Regions from separate parts of the Hordeum vulgare genome. Here all the other regions are linked to region 1. The links are chromatin contacts, called in public Hi-C maps. All regions are on one chromosome and are shown on one strand. Each heading gives the region's core, a stretch centred on a gene start, on an enhancer-like site or on the middle of the called end of the contact. The rest is flanking DNA. Distances are from core to core; before and after follow the strand shown. Region 1 holds the start of LOC123406211 (glycerophosphodiester phosphodiesterase GDPDL4-like). Region 2 holds the start of LOC123405532 (fimbrin-5-like). Region 3 holds the start of LOC123405533 (fimbrin-5-like). Region 4 holds the start of LOC123401849 (serine/threonine-protein kinase Nek6-like).

Region 1 (3,896 bases), core at 715-3,214:
GGAGAACAACAAAATAAAATGACGTTCCAAGCAAAAATCATATTATGTGACGAATAAAACTATAGCTCCAAGTAAGATATACCGATAATGTTGAAGGCGAAAGAGGGGATGCCTTCCGGGGCGTGCCTATGGGCCTCCCAAGCCATCAGGGCGCGCCCATGGGTACGGGGTGGGTGTGCCCTGTTAGCTTGAGACAAACAAGTGACCCTCCTCTCGTATTTCTTCGCTCATAAAATTCTTATATATTCCATAAAAAATCCTTGTGAAGTCTCACGTCATTTGGAGTCTAGAAAATTTTCAGCTTTTTCCATGGCTTTGAGGTCCAGAATTCCACTTTTTGGCAATTTTCCGCTTGTCTAAATCTTGCAAATTCAGAGAGGAAAGGCATTAGGATTGTATCATAAAGTGAAATAATGACCAAGATTAATATAAATATCAATAGAAAATCATGATGCAAAATGGATATATCAGGCCTCACTACATCAAAGAATCCGACCATAGTTAATTCAGGAAATTGCCTACAAATAGGTTTTTGGATTGTTAGAACATTAGAAAAATTCATGATTATTTCCGATAAGTAATTCACGGCTATAAAAGAAATGAGCATGCAACAGTCTAGCATAGTATGCGAACAGGAAAACATGCACAACAGCAACACACATGAAACAACGACTACAGACAGAGACATGACCATATCACGATGAATGTATTGTTCGTTAGCTATTGTAGGAGAGACAAAATTTATAACGATGTTGTCGACAATCTGCTATTGACGACGATGAAGACAACAATGAGTAGCGGCGCCTGACTTGGACGAAAGACGACCCGTGATGACGAACGTGAGCAATCGCGTAGAGCACTTCTCAAAAACCTAATTCGTCCTGTCCCAGTGCAGGATCACAAGGACGAACAGTTTCGAAGACCTTCTCTCCCGTAGGCCGATGCATGCCGGCATTCGGATAGGGTAGACTACGTAGGCGACACAAGCTGTGAGATAAGGCAAAACCCTAGGTGTTTTGATATGTCTTTGGTGTCGACCGGTAGCGGTATATGTCACTAGTGGTATATATAATAAGAACAGATGCGGTATCCTGTTGTGATTACGATCTCAAAACGACTTGGACTCTAAATCGCATACTTATCAGACAAAAATAATTAAATTGTTTGTCAAGACATCAAAAAAAAAACCAAAAAAAAAAAACTACGCCCGCGCAAGACATTCGGCCGGATTTTGGTGGGTCATTCGTGCGCATGTCGCATGTGCGTCCCGGCCCCGACCCGAACCCGAAAGTATGATGTAGAGAACCCATTATATAAAGAAGTTCTACTCTTCCTCAACCTGAGAGGTGAGACTAAACTTTAAAATCACCACTTACTATTTTACAAGTGGACCATTTGAAAATTTAAAAAGTTTACTTTTAACAAAACATTTGTCAAACTTTACCACAAATTAATTTCCGATTTTTTATTATTTTATTTTTGATTTTACTGTTTATTAGGGAGCATTTGAAATAATAGCAGGCAATTGAGGATGAGATTCGTGTTCTGACACACATACAATATGCTTGAGGAAATATTTCAGAGAGAAAATGTTTGAGGGGGACGAGGGTTGATGCTGACGTGTGAGTCCCATATGTAATAATCGGTCAACTTAACAGTATGACTTTCGTCACAAAAAAGAAGTTAACAGTATGACTTAACGAAGTTGACTTTTGTGATACTACAGCCCTGGCCGGCTACTAGCAGTATACGGTGGTTTTATGAAAAAATGTGATAAAAGGGGTGGATTTTCAATCATGAGTTAAAAGTCGTAATTTTGGGGACACAAACCTATGCGGTAGTTTTTTTTTTAAGCTAAATACTCCAATTTTTTTTTCATATCTGTTGGAGATGCTGTAGGAAGGGGATCACACTTTTTTGACCACCTTCGCCCCCGTAACCCCGTTGCCACCTTCTCCTGTTGGCCTCATCCCACAGCTCAGCAGCAGCCCAGCCCCTCCTCCGTCTCCATTTCTTTTGTCCATCCCTCTCTCTCTCTCTCTCTCTCTCTCTGGTGTTAAAACGCGGCCGCCGTACGCGCATTGCCTCCTTCCTTCCGAGCAGTCGCTCGCTCACTTCTTCTCTCTTCTCTCCTCTTGCCGGGGAGTTCTTGGAGGGAGATTGTAGCTTGCCTAGCAGTGTTCTTGGAGCTGCTGCCGGTGGAGGTCTGCAATGGGGAGGAGCGGCCATGCCTGCTCCGTTCTTGGGTCGCTGCTGCTGCTGCTGCTGCTGCCGCTGCTGGGCCCCGCCGCGGCGCAGAAGGGCTCGACCTGGAAGACGCTGAGTGGTATACAAGCTGCACTTGCCTGTGTTCCCTGTTTATTTTCTTAGTCTGTGCGTCTGCGATCTGATTCTGATCTGGGTTGACTTTTCTGCGATTTTTAGTTCATAAGCTCGTATCTTGCTTGCGATTTTCGATTCGGCTTCGATGCATGGGTTGGATCTTTAGGATTAAGACGGGGCGAGTTCCCGGTCTTGCTCAACCTTCAACAACATGGCCTTGCTGAAAGTTTCAAGGCTCGAGATTTCTGATTGGAACCTTGGGGCCGGCCATGATGCCTCCTTTTATATTCTTTGCATATAATATGAAGAGAAATCTTGGCACAGCCGTTGGCGGCAGCCTCTTCTGCTGAATGCCATTTGGTTAGGATACGCCAGCAACATCTTTGTGACTAATTCAGATGACGTAGTCTACGCTTCTTACCGCGTGAATGTTCTTGGGTTAGGTTAAATCACTAGCTGCTGGCGTTTACTGTTCATCCACTGCTTACGGAGCAGGGGATTGTTTGCCCAGTTCGGTGGATATCAATTTCAAGGAGTGATTTCCTTCTTGATGCATCAATTACAATGGTCCAACATTTAATTGGCACATGCATGTAAAACTTATACCACCCCGTGGTAGTTATTTTACGGAGTTTCTGCACATTTATGAAGTATTAGTTAGACAAAAATATACATTTATGAAGCTATGATCCATCCACTGTTCCTGGCTGTTCTTAAAGCTTAACACGCACCTCACTCTTTCAGGCAATGCTCCAGCAGTCATAGCTAAGGGTGGTTTCTCCGGCCTATTTCCTGACTCCAGTGACGCTGCTTATTCGTTTGCTGCTGGCCCTCAGGATTCAGCCCTGTGGTGCGATGTTCGGTTAACCAAGGATGCCGTTGGCATCTGCCTTCCAGACATAAAAATGGATAACTGCACAACCATATCCGATCTTTTTCCAAAGGGAAAGAAGACCTACCGTGTAAACGGTGTGTCCACGACCGGGTGGTTCTCTGTGGACTATACAGGCATTGAACTGTCCAATGTAACTTGTAAGTGCAAATGCAGTTTGCAGTTCTAATGTTTTGAGCATCTTCGTTGCATTTTTCTCTTGCTTGATTATCATTGTTGAAATTTCTCTGTCTAACCCAAACTTAATATTTGTTACAGTGCTGCGAGCAATCTTGTCTCGCACAAATAGGTTTGACGGAAGCTTCCAAATAGTTCCAGTTGAAGTTGCACTGTCACAATATAAGGCCCCTACTTGGTTGAATGTTCAGGTACATCAAACTTTGATTACTTTCGGTGCACTAAAATTTAAGTGATCTTCTCTTACAGTCTGTCTTGTTTGTGCAAAACTCAGCATGACAGTTTTTACAGCCAGTTTAATCTGAGCATGAGAAGCTATATCCTGTCTATGTCAAAGCAATACACTGTTGACTACATCTCATCCCCTGAAGTGAGCTTCCTCAAAAGTCTACTTGGAAGAGTTGGCAGGAAGACAAAGCTTGTGTTCCGTTTTCTTGATGAAGGCCTTGTCGAGCCATCAACAAACCAGACATATGGCTCAATGCTGAAAAATCTATCATCCATC
Region 2 (3,896 bases), core at 961-3,460, 810 kb before region 1:
GATGAAAACCCTTCTCCATCTTGGAGTCGACAATGGTGACGTGTATCATCGTTTCCCCTCCTGACAGAGCTGTCGTGGAACTTAGGTGTCCTAGGGTGTGTCATGGCATTGTATTCAGGCCTACCTGTATTATCTTTCGGTAACGTAGTCGCGTGCGTTTAGGTTGTATGGTTATCCTGGGATATGCTATGTAAGAGGGCTCTCTCACTACCTTGTATTGTTGGCCGTGTACTTTGGTTTGTGCTTTATCTATAAAGTGGATCTAGTTCAAACTTAAATAGGAACAGAAGAAAAATCATAGGTCGAGCTCAGTCATAACAAAAAAGAAATTGAGAAATAGCGTATAAACTGTGTTGATGCAATAAAAACGTAGAAACATACTCTAGCTTCAATCAGGTCCTGTGTCCCAATGTTAACTACAGTACAACCAATGGCCTTGGCAGAGTTGAGACAAAGAGTGTGGTTCTCATTTCTCTCCCATGGATTCGGATTCTTCTTTGTATTGATTGCTCTCTCGTCTATTGTGCCGGGAACAGAAACATTGATCAACTTGCTGATTCAGTATAAGGTAAGGGAATAACTGTCTTAGATAATTTGTTAACAGAAACTAACATTAAGAGATGCAGTGGTACTAAAAGAATACAATGAGCATTTAAAAGAACATCTCACCAAAGTAGCACACCATCACCAATAAGATTAAATAAATCATTTGATGTTGGATCCAATGGCAAGAAATTCTTCAGGAAAGGGTCCTCCCCGAGAAAATTATTGATATGATTGACATAAGAAGTTTTTTCAGACTCATTAATAACGTGCAAGAGAGTAGTAGTGGACGCCTTCAAAAATGACACTGATCCCTTCAATTTCTTTTTGCCTCCTGATTTGCTGGTTCCCTTTGCTTGAAGATTTAAGTACTCCTAACATATTGCAAGATTGCACAACTCATTAAACAAAACAAAAACTCATACATCAGTGAAAATATTTAAATCAACAAATTGTATGCCAGGATGATCCAATGTACCCTAAGGAATGGCTCAAATTCGATTGACTGGTCCATATCGGGGTAAGACTCGCTCAAAAAATTGGTGATCTCCTCCTCAGTTAGAACCTCCTGAATGCCCCTAAGCTTCTCCATCACCGACGGCAAATCTCTTACACTTACATGCTCGGCATCCGATCTCTTTGCAGAAGTGAACTATATCGTGGAACATAAGAGGTAGCATTGTAATTACACAATTATGGAAAGGAAACAACACATGTTTTTTCAAATGCATCAAGAGTGGCCTCCAGGAGTGCTTACTTTTGTTCGAAGCGTTCGGAGCTGCACTTGGGTGAACTGGCTCTGGAGCCATGGATCGGAGACAAGAACACCAACGCTAGACATTGTCTTCCGAATTCAGTTTCACTCTCGTGCTAAATTAATTCTTGCACTAATTCGGCAGTATTTGAGACCTACAATAAAAACAATCCAACCACGACCTTGAATCCCTAGGACTAATTAGCACAAACCTCTCTGATCAAATTCAGCACTATGTTTGTAGTATATGTATCAAGAAGAATAGGACCAAAACTGGTGGGATCATTACACTTGCAGGAAAATATCCCCCAATGAATCGTTACCAACCTTTGCGATGAAAAATTCTTTTTGAAAGGCTTTGATCTTCGTTCTTTCTGTCTTCCTTCCTTCAGCAAAACTATTCACTACGCATACATTGCTCCCAGCTCCGCAGCGAACCCCAAGAACTATGGGGAAGCGAACGTGTGGTTGGATTGCAAAGAGCCATAGGATAGGAAGAAAAGGGAGAAGCTAAAATGGTGGCTCCTTTTTCAGCCTCCCACTGATGCCTAGAATAGAAAAGCAGATAACTAATCTTAGAACGTGAAGCTTCCACGGACTCACTGCAGCTCTCCTCCTCTTCTCCCACGGAGACCACGGAGTAGTTCCATGTCTCTCTCTCTTTCTCCAGCATGCTCGTCTTTCATGGGCTTGGATGGCCCTGTTCCGCCACTCGGCTTTTGCTTGTCGCGGGAGCTATGTCTCGCCAAAACGTAATAGGGGAGCTCCTACTTGCCGCTCATTGCGGCAGGGAGCCCGTGCGACGCACAGGGGGCGCCCCGACTGGGCCGGCTCAGTTTAGTTTTTTTTTTTCTGTTACTTTTTTCCTTCTTTGTTTATTTTCTTTTTTGGTTCCTTTTTTCTTTCCTTTTTCCTTTTCGTTTTTGATTTTAAAAAACGTTTTTCGAATTTGAAGAACAATTTTTAAAAACGTGAACAAATTTGGAAGCGCGAACAATTTTTTAAAGCATGGACATTTTCAAAATCTTGAAAACAACATTTTGAAAAGGAGAACAATTTAAAAATATCATGAACAAATTAGAAAGCGCAAACACATTTTTAAAACACGATTTTTGTTTGTATTTTGAGAACAAATTTTGAAACAACAACAATTTTTAAAGAAGCGAACAAATTTGGAAGCGCGAACATTTTTTGTATCTTGATAAAAAAAATTTGAAAAGGAAAACAATTTTGAAAAACCCCGAAAAAGTTTGAAAGCGCGAACAAATTTTTAAAGCACGAACATATTTTGAATTTTGAGAACAAATTTTGAAACCGGGAATTTTTGTAAAAAACGCGAACAAATTTGGAAGCGCGAACATTTTTTTTAATCTTGAGAACAAAATTTTGAAAAGGAGAACAATTTTGGAAAACCCCGAACAAATTTGATAGGGCGAAGAAATTTTTAAAGCACGGACATTTTTTGAATTTTGGGAACAAATTTTGAAACCGAAAACAATTTGAAATAAGGGAACAAATTTGGAAGCACGGACATTTTTTGAATCTTGAGAACGAAATTTTGAAAACCCTGAACAAATTTGAAAGCGTGAACATTTTTTAAAGCACAAACATTTTTTGAATTTGGATATTTTTTTTGAAACTGAGAACAATTTTGAAAAAACGTTAATAAATTTGGAAGCAGCACGAACATTTTTTGAATCTTCGGACCAAAATTTTAAAAGGAGGACATTTTTGTAAAAGAAATCGAACAAATTTGAAAGCACGAAGAAATTTTTAAAGCTAGAACATTTTCTAAATTTGAAGATCAAATTTTAAAGCCGAGAACAATTTTGAAAAATCGTGAACAAATTTGAAAGCGCGAACAATTTATTAAAGCACGAACATTTTTTGAATCTTGAGAACAAATTTTCAAACTGAGAACAAATTTCAAAAACCCCAAACAAATTTGGAAGAACAATTTTTTTAAAGCATGAACATTTTTTGAATTTTGGGAACAAATTGTGAAACCGAGAATTTTTTTGAAAAATCCTGAACAAATTTGGAAGTGCGAACAATTTTTTAAAGCACGAATATTTTTTGAATCTTAAGATTGTTTTTTGAAAATGAGAACAAATTTTGAAACCGAGAACAATTTTTAGAAAATACAGAACATTTTTTAAAAAGTGAGAACATTTTTCAAAATCCAAAAATATTTTTTGAAAATCCAGAACATTTTTTGAAACAGAAACAGAAAATATAGAAAATAAACAGAAAAGCATAAAGAAAATAAAAAAACGGCTCAAGGAACCTTCTAAAAGTTTTCCAGAACCAAAAAAATTCGGCTGAAAACCTCTAAAAAGTTTCAAAACCGGGCAATGCAGCCCTCTACCGGGTCAGCCCGGTCCCTCTCATACTGTGTGCAAAGCCTCGACACCGCTTCACAAGAGCAGCAAATAGAGTTTTCCACGTAATAGGTCTTGCCTATAGCGTGGAGCTACTGGGCCGGCCCCATACTGCAGCTACGTAGGAGTTCTTTTGTGTGGTTTTCTTATTGATTATTTCATTGTTTTGCATCGATTTTCTTTATGTTTTGTTTGGTTTTTCCTTTTTATTTTGTTCT
Region 3 (3,896 bases), core at 739-3,238, 790 kb before region 1:
ACATCAATCCCACGTCAAAGGACTAAAATGACCTAGACGTGAGGGGAAGTGTTGAAATATATTGCCCGCCTCCCTTCATCAGTCCGATGAGTTGACTGAAGCATGAATTCAATAGCTCACACACTACTTTGTATCGTTCGGCCGTGTGATTTAGTTTGTGCTTTGTCTATGAAGCGGAGCGAGAGCTTCGAGATTTCTATACCGTTTTACTAGTTCAAACTTAAATAGAAACATAAGGAAAATCATAGATCAAGCTCAATAGTAACAAAAAAGAAGAACTTGAGAAATAGAGTAATGAACTGTGTTGATGCAATAAAAATATATAAACGTACTCTAGCTTCAATCAGATCCTGCGTCCCAATGTTAACTACAGTACAACCAATGGCCTCGGCAGAGTTGAGACAAAGAGTGTGGTTCTCATTCCTCTCCCATGGATTCGGATCCTTCTTTGTATTGATTGCTCTCTCGTCTATTGTGCCGGGAACAGCAACATTGATTAACTTGCTGATTCAGTATAAGGTAAGGGAATAACTGCCTTAGAAAATTTGTTACAGAAATAAAAAAATTGAGATGTTGGGGTACTAAAGGAATACAATGAGCATTTAGCAGAACATCTCACCAAAGTAGAACACCATCCCCAATAAGATTGAATAAATCGTTTGATGTTGGATCCAGTGGCAAGAAATCCTTCAGGAAAGGGTCCTCCCGAAGAAAATTATTGATATGATTGACATAAGAAGTTTTTTCAGACTCATTAATGACGTGCAAGAGAGTAGTGGTGGACGCCTTTAAAAATGACACTGATCCCTTCAAGTTCTTTTTGCCTCCTGATTTGCTGGTTCCCTTTGCTTGAAGATTTAAGTACTCCTAACATATTGCAAGATTGTACCACTCATCAAAAAAATAAAATCATACATGAGTGAAAATGTGGAATCAACAAAAGGTATGCCAAGATGATCCAATGTACCCTAAGGAACGGCTCAAATTCGATTGACTGGTTCATATCAGGGTAAGACTCGCTCAAAGTGTTGGTGATATCCTCCTCAGTTAGAACCTCCTGAATGCCCCTAAGCGTCTCCATCACTGGCGGCAAATCTTTTATAGTTACATGCTCGGCATCCGGTCTCTTTGCGGAAGTGAACTATACCATGGAACATAAGAGGTAGCATTGTGATTACACTATTTCTTAAAATGCATCAATAATCGTCTCAAGGAGTGCTTACTTTTGCTTGGAGCGTTCGGAGCTGCACTTGGGTGAACTGGCTCTGGAGCCATGGATCCGAGACAAGAACACCAACGAAGCTAGACATTGTCTTCCGAATTCAGTTTCCCTCTCGTGTTAAATTAGTTCATCCACCAATTCACCAGTTATTTGAGACCTAGATTAAAGACAATCCAACAACAACCTTAAATCGCTAGATCAAGAAGAAAAGGATCAAAATTGGTGGGATTATTATACTAATTGTAGGGAAAAAAAAAACCCAACGGAGCATTACCAACCGTTGTGATGCAAAAATCGTTGTTAAGGCTTTGATCTTCGTTCTTCTTGTCTTCCTTCCTCCAACACCTGAAAACTACTCACTCTGCATGCATTGCTCACAGCTCTGAAGCGAACCGCAAGAACTATGGGGAAGCGGACGTGTGGTTGGGTTGCAGAGAGCCATAGGATAGTATGAAAAAGGAAGAAGCTAAAATGGTGGCCCCCTTTTTTGACCTCCCGGAGATGCCTAGAATAGAAAAGTAGATAACCAATCTTAGAACGTGAAGCTTCCACGGACTCACTGCATCCTCCTCCCTCTTCTCCCATGAGATGACGGTTGAGCGCTATCTCTCTAACGGCAGAGATAGAGCAACTTAACGGTATCTTCTCACCATCTATTACTCTCACACACGAATTCGAGTAGCAATTTAGGGATACAATCTCTGGATACACGAATTTGGGAGGAAGAAGGAGGAAGGGAAGATAGAGCCGCCGCAGGGTTCGTGCCGTGATCCACTGGATGCGTCTGCCTTCGGTGAGCGGTGGCTAAGTAGGCCACGGCTCACACCCACTCGGCGCCGTGATTCTTCGGGTTGGGCTTCTTGGCCCTGGTGGGCCGCCTGGTTGGCGAAGCTGTAGGCCTCGACCCGCCATTGGTCGTGACATCCCCTCCTTGAGATGAGGCTTGCCCCCAAGTCTCTGCATGAGGAAAGCCAGCTTGCAGTTCCGCTTTGCTTTCCCACTTGTCGTTGATGGAAGTAGGATCCGATCAGCGCACCAGAACTTGTTCCACCATGCGGCCATTCTTGCATCACCAGCGAGTGTCGAGGATGGACGCTGGTACTGTCGGAACATCAGAGCTGCTAGGTAGTTCAGATTGCAAATTCGTACCCGGGAGTACCGCGTGAGCGAGAGCGAAACATGGAACACCGGATGAACATTGGCCTGCGGTGGGAGCTCCAACTTGTATGCAACCTCGTTGATCTTGGCAATGATAGGGAAGGGGCCATAGAACCGAAATGACATCTTATGGTTAGCCCTCTTCAGGACTGAGGTCTGAACGTATGGTTGGAGCTTCCAGAACACTAGCTCCCCCACCGAAAACGACCGTTCGGAGCATCTCTTGTCGGCTTGGTGTTTCATACGCTGTCTTGCTCGCTGAAGATGTTGCTGCAGCAGGTCTTGCAGCACTGCCCGCTCATCCAGCCATGAGTGCAGTGATGGAACCGAACACGCTGACACAGGCGTGATGCCCCACTGCCGCGACTCATGGCCAAAGTTTGCATTGAAAGGTGTCATGCCAATAGTGGAGTGTGTAGAGGAATTGTACCAGAATTGAGCAAGCGGAATCCAATGACTCTACCGTTTCTGACACGCGTGAGTGAAACAACGGAGGAATGTTTCCAGGCATTGGTTGACACGCTCTGATTGCCCGTTGGTTGAGGGTGATTTGCTGTACTCATGCACAATTTTGTGCCTGCATAGCAGAAAAGCTCTTGCCAAAAGTGAGATGTAAAGACATGATCCCGGTCAGAGGCGGAGGACGAAAAAAAATTAAGGTGTGGTGAAGTCTTAAGGAAAGAATTCTTTTAATGCAAATCGAAAGAGTCAATACACATTACAAATAAAAACCAAATACAATAAAAATGTAAACATGTTTGAATAAAAAATAACTTAAAACATACCGATAATTAAGCTTTCAATGACGTCTAGAAGATCCAGGTAATGTCAATGCCCTACCCTCATTTTGAAAATCTTACTTAATTTTATCAAGTTCAATACTTTTGAAGATCTCTCGCTCAATACTCTCTCTGTCACGGTTTAGAGGGCACGCTTGAAAAATCACTGGGATCAAGGTAGTCACTGATTAGTTGTGAGATGTAGCAGGTGTAGATGCTAATGCGCCTAATCAACTGAGAAAATACTAGTACTAATGCTTGAGCAGCAAATTGGGATGAAACATGTATGAGTAGTACCAAGACTAATTAATAAGAATAATTGCTTTCGCACCTTAAACCTTGTTTATTTTAAAAACGCACGCAAGTTTAACCGTGTCTTCTGAACCGTGACGGAAGAAATATAACAAACCATCAAGTCATTAAGTCATCCAGCGATGTGGTGGGCATGGGGCAGGTACGCACCAAGTATCCAGGCTGGCCTCTTTTAATTGTGTTAATTGAGACATTGAGTCATTAGTTATTAGCACTACTAGTATTAATTTTTTTTTGCTCCAAATCAAGGTATGGCACTTGCCCACCGGGGAGCTCCGCCAGTGATCCCGGTCAGACACAATGGCGTTGGGAAACCCATGGATATGATATATGCGCTGTATTAAAAGGAGAGTGACCCGAGCTGAAGTGTATGGATGGGCTAGAGGAAAGAAATGGGCGAACTTTGTCATGCGATCAACCAAGAC
Region 4 (3,896 bases), core at 1,013-3,512, 620 kb after region 1:
GCCAACATATATAGAGAAAAACTGAAGCAGGTAATCAGAAAATTGTGTTGTGTAAGCACTAACTGTAGCTTTGAATGCAGAGCGGTGTGCTAAAATCTCAAACATACAGCAACCTGACAGTAAAAAAGAAGACATGCAAGCTTTTTGAGCAGCTGTTTAATTCTGTCAATCAATACCACATAAGACTAGAGTTAACTTCAACAGAAATAGTACTGCAAGCTCACCAAGCGACCATATATCAGATTTGTAACCATAAGGTATGTCGGCGAGTATTTCTGGGCACATGTAGTTTGGGGTTCCTACTACCTGAAAAACAAAAATTTCAAAATTAATAAGTGGAATCTGGTCAGTCGTTTATATATCTTGGTTGGGCCTCAATACATGTTTGAAACAGACTAAAATGCCACTCCCTCTGTCCCATAATATAAGAGCACTTTTGACACTGCACTAGCGTAACGAAAACGCTCTTATATTATGGGACGGAGGGAGTATTTACTTATTTTCATGAACATTTATAAATGTTATATAGTTTCTGCTTTCACGTTTAACTGTTGTTAATGAAGTGAGTGGAGATGGGAAACCATATTTGACGACTAAAAGATCAAAGTATTACATGATTTAATTTAATTTCTAAAAAGAAGTTTTCCATGAATGGTGGTTACGCTCATACATTCCGTACTTCATTGAGACTATAGGCAAGTAACCGATGGTTGTAAGTGACTGAACGTGTCCTGCCAGTTACATGTACATGAATAATAAGTTAGCAAAAGGTTGAGGCATACCGACGAGGCAAGGTCCTCCATGAGTAATTTTGCTAACCCGAAATCAGCTGTTTGGAGAGAGAATGAATACACACGTCATGATATTTCCATCTGAGCAATGAAGTTGTGTGGTAATTTGAAATCAGCTTACCAAGTCGTATGTTGTTATCCTTGGTTAACAAGATATTGGAACACTGCAATGCAACAGGTGGTGAGGAAAATGTTAGGAGATGCTGATGCCGTGGTAGAAATGATGAATCCATGGGGGGGCGGCAGTTCTACTTTACCTTGAGGTCACGGTGGAGCACACGGTTGCAGTGCAGGTAGTCAAGGGCCAAGAGCAATTGTGTGAACCACCGGCACACCCTCTTCACATCACACAACACAAGGAGCAAACATACAGTGAGTTTCTGAAGCCTGAACATGTAGGAGTAGCATTATTATTCATCAGATTACAGTAAGTAGTAGTGTTGGTACCTCTTCCGAGAAGAGGACGCCTCTTGCCTTCTTGATCCTCTGCGCCCTGTGAATTGGACGTGAGCGAAGCAGCGGGTAAGGTGACCGTAAAAACAAACGGAGGAGGCAAAGTGCAATGAGATCTTCTTACATGTCACCACCTTCGCAGTAACTTGTGACGATGCACACGGAGGTCCCCTGCAAGAAATTCAGTCCGAGACGAAGGCCCAACCCAATCAAAATCCTGCTCTGCTTTAGAATAGAAGAAGAAAAATGCGCAGTGCAGTGCAGTACCTCGTCGACCCATCCGTCCTTGTACTCGACGATGTAGGGGTTGCTGAGGCTGGCCATGAGGGACATCTGCAGGCCGACGGAGTGCTGAGGTGAGGGGTGGAATTTGCGAGGGCTTATCAAGGTTTGAGGTGATTGATTGTTACCTCCTGGTAGGCTGTCCGCTGGAACTTGTCGTTCTGCTTGGTCAGCCGAATCTTCTTCATCACGTACCTGCACCCAGAAAGATTAGATTGATTGGTTCAAGGGAAACGGCGGAGAAGAGAAATCTGAAGCGAGGCCGGCTGCAGTGACCTCTTCCTCTCGGCCTTGTGGTGGACGAGGTAGGCGGTGCCGTAGGCGCCCCGGCCGATCTGCTCCACGACCTCGTACTGCTCCATGGGATTCCTTGCCTTACCTAGCTCTTGCTCTTTTGCTCTTGCTCTTGCGTGCTCGTCTTGTGGCGCACTGTTGCTGGCGGTGGCGGCTGGGCGCGTATAAATGATTCGATGGTGCTCAGGTGAGGACACGGGCAGGGCACGGCGCTGGTGATGATGGTCGCGGAGAGGAGAGCGTGCATGCACTGCAGCTGCACGCGTGTGGAAGTGGCTCAATAATGGGCGGCGCGCTCGCTCTGTGTGTGTCGGGTCGGGTGTGGTCGAGGTCGACGAGGAGGAAGACGGAGATCAAGGAAGGAAGGAAGGAGTGATTTTTGGCGGTGGTTAGGGCGTGCTTTATGTGGAACTCAACCTAATTAATCCCTCGTCGGTTCATCATTCCACTCTCTAGCGGTCGCATAGAGTAGTGGAAGAAACGTTGCGCCTGCGGGTGGTGGAGTGGGCCCCGACTGACTCACGGTGGATGGAGTAGTATTCTCCTTTTCTCTCGCTTTTTTCTTGAAAGAATAATGTACTCGTAATATTTATTTATATTAATAACATCAGCAAATGTGGCATCTCTCTCAAGTCTGAAGAAGTCCATCCAGAGAGAAACGTGTGCGTGTGTGTTGGGGTCGGCTGCCGCTGCTCCTGCTTGCCTTTTCCCTGTGAAAACAGCACCGACTAGCATACCCTTTGCCCTTCGGTCTGTCTGCCTGGCTGGCTGGCTGGCATGCAGAAGAATCAACAAAGGTTCACTGTCCATGGCATGTGACAAACTGTAAATGCCGTCAGCACTAGATAATACCACTACTCCACCCACCCCACTGGTACGAGTATAGTGGTGTGTGTTTAATATAGATAGCCAGTGTCAGTAAATGGCGAGCAGTTTCACCTTGTGGCCATCCAGGCAGCAGCAGTATCGCGCATGTGCCTTTCCTTGGGAGGCGTGCAGGGATCGGCGCCAGTATGCAAGTCAATGTCCAGATTTTAGGACACTGCCGTCCGCACGCAGCACTGCCCTCTCAGGTCCGGTGAAAATGCTTACTGCGGCACAACCGGACAACTCAAACTCATCTCAACGTCCAAACGGACCACCACGAATCCATTCACACGAGCGTCTTGAACGGAATTCAAATGTCCACACGGACCGGCACTCCATATCTCCCCTAATAATAAAGCACCGATCGCTTCTGTCGTCTGCCGCGGCATTTTTGCAAAAAGGCCCTTCCGTTTTCAGTTAATAAACCCGCAGTCCTTTCTTAAGTGAAGAAAACGTTTCACTTTTATTATTAAGACCCTATGTTTTCTGAGGCGAGGAGGCATGGCGGCAGCACACGGCACGCTCGCCAGATCCAATCGGCGGCTGCGCGGGACGCTGCTGGCAACGGGCGGCGCGACGGCTGGGCGTGGGGGCTTCGGCTCGGCGTTTCTGGCCGGGGGAACGGGCGGTGCGCCGAGGTGGTCGCCTGGGGCGCCGCCGCGGGACGCAGCTGGCGACGGGCGGCGCGACGGCTGGGCGCGGGGGCTTCGGCTCGGCGTTTCTGGTCAGGGGAACGGGCGGCGCGGCGAGGTGGTCGCCTGGGCACGGCGTGCGGCGGGGCGGCGACGGCGGCGCGAGAGCTTGAATGACGGGGCGACGCTTGGGAGGAGGGATTAGGCGGAGCATCTGGCGGTGGAGGAGATCCTCACCGACGGGGGTCACCGGCGTCGAGGTGCGTCTCTCCCGGCCATGACTGCGACCACCCCTCTCCTTCACCATCCTGCGACCATGCTCGTGGCTGCGTGAAGTGTCGACCTTGTCACTGCCGCCGGCCGCCTCCTCGCCGCTGCGGCGAAGGCCTCGCGTCTAAAGTCACCCGTCGATGCGGCCCAGTGGCTACGCCGTAATTACGTGACCTCCTAGCCGCCGCTACGCAGCTCCTAAATGGTCTCCTCTCTGCCTTCTCCGAGCAGGTTCATGATTTGGTCTTCTTCTTCTTCTTCTTTGAGAATAACTTGGTGACTAGATCATCCAACGAATCATATTGCA

Evidence for each region. Hi-C and Micro-C count contacts between places; a contact is called where the count stands out from the background.
Region 2: a Hi-C map of seedling shows a contact between it and region 1, with 4 times the contacts expected there. The contact joins the promoter of LOC123405532 here to the promoter of LOC123406211 in region 1. A contact is called at or near these places in 2 of 6 Hi-C or Micro-C datasets (leaf and seedling).
Region 3: a Hi-C map of seedling shows a contact between it and region 1, with 7 times the contacts expected there. The contact joins the promoter of LOC123405533 here to the promoter of LOC123406211 in region 1. A contact is called at or near these places in 4 of 6 Hi-C or Micro-C datasets (leaf and seedling) and 1 of 1 datasets of contacts at active chromatin or transcription factors (embryo).
Region 4: a Hi-C map of seedling shows a contact between it and region 1, with 3 times the contacts expected there. The contact joins the promoter of LOC123401849 here to the promoter of LOC123406211 in region 1. A contact is called at or near these places in 2 of 6 Hi-C or Micro-C datasets (leaf and seedling) and 1 of 1 datasets of contacts at active chromatin or transcription factors (embryo).

Annotation. Positions count from the first base shown.
Region 1 is chr6H:319,253,348-319,257,243 of MorexV3_pseudomolecules_assembly, forward strand. LOC123406211 (glycerophosphodiester phosphodiesterase GDPDL4-like) reads left to right here and starts at 1,965. Exons shown (of 10, transcript XM_045099688.1): 1 at 1,965-2,326; 2 at 3,067-3,354; 3 at 3,473-3,582; 4 at 3,666-3,896. The coding sequence starts at 2,212.
Region 2 is chr6H:318,442,524-318,446,419 of MorexV3_pseudomolecules_assembly, forward strand. It overlaps LOC123405532 (fimbrin-5-like), which reads right to left and starts at 2,211. Exons shown (of 14, transcript XM_045099186.1): 1 at 1,301-2,211; 2 at 1,022-1,195; 3 at 670-917; 4 at 382-553. The coding sequence starts at 1,384. It overlaps LOC123405535 (a long non-coding RNA gene), which reads left to right. Exons shown (of 4, transcript XR_006611974.1): 4 at 1-278.
Region 3 is chr6H:318,460,979-318,464,874 of MorexV3_pseudomolecules_assembly, forward strand. LOC123405533 (fimbrin-5-like) reads right to left here and starts at 1,989. Exons shown (of 12, transcript XM_045099188.1): 1 at 1,501-1,989; 2 at 1,224-1,379; 3 at 968-1,141; 4 at 620-867; 5 at 333-504. The coding sequence starts at 1,310.
Region 4 is chr6H:319,872,161-319,876,056 of MorexV3_pseudomolecules_assembly, forward strand. It overlaps LOC123401849 (serine/threonine-protein kinase Nek6-like), which reads right to left and starts at 2,263. Exons shown (of 13, transcript XM_045095707.1): 1 at 1,803-2,263; 2 at 1,655-1,721; 3 at 1,512-1,577; 4 at 1,369-1,415; 5 at 1,239-1,284; 6 at 1,049-1,129; 7 at 913-955; 8 at 783-829; 9 at 225-306; 10 at 64-113. The coding sequence starts at 1,888.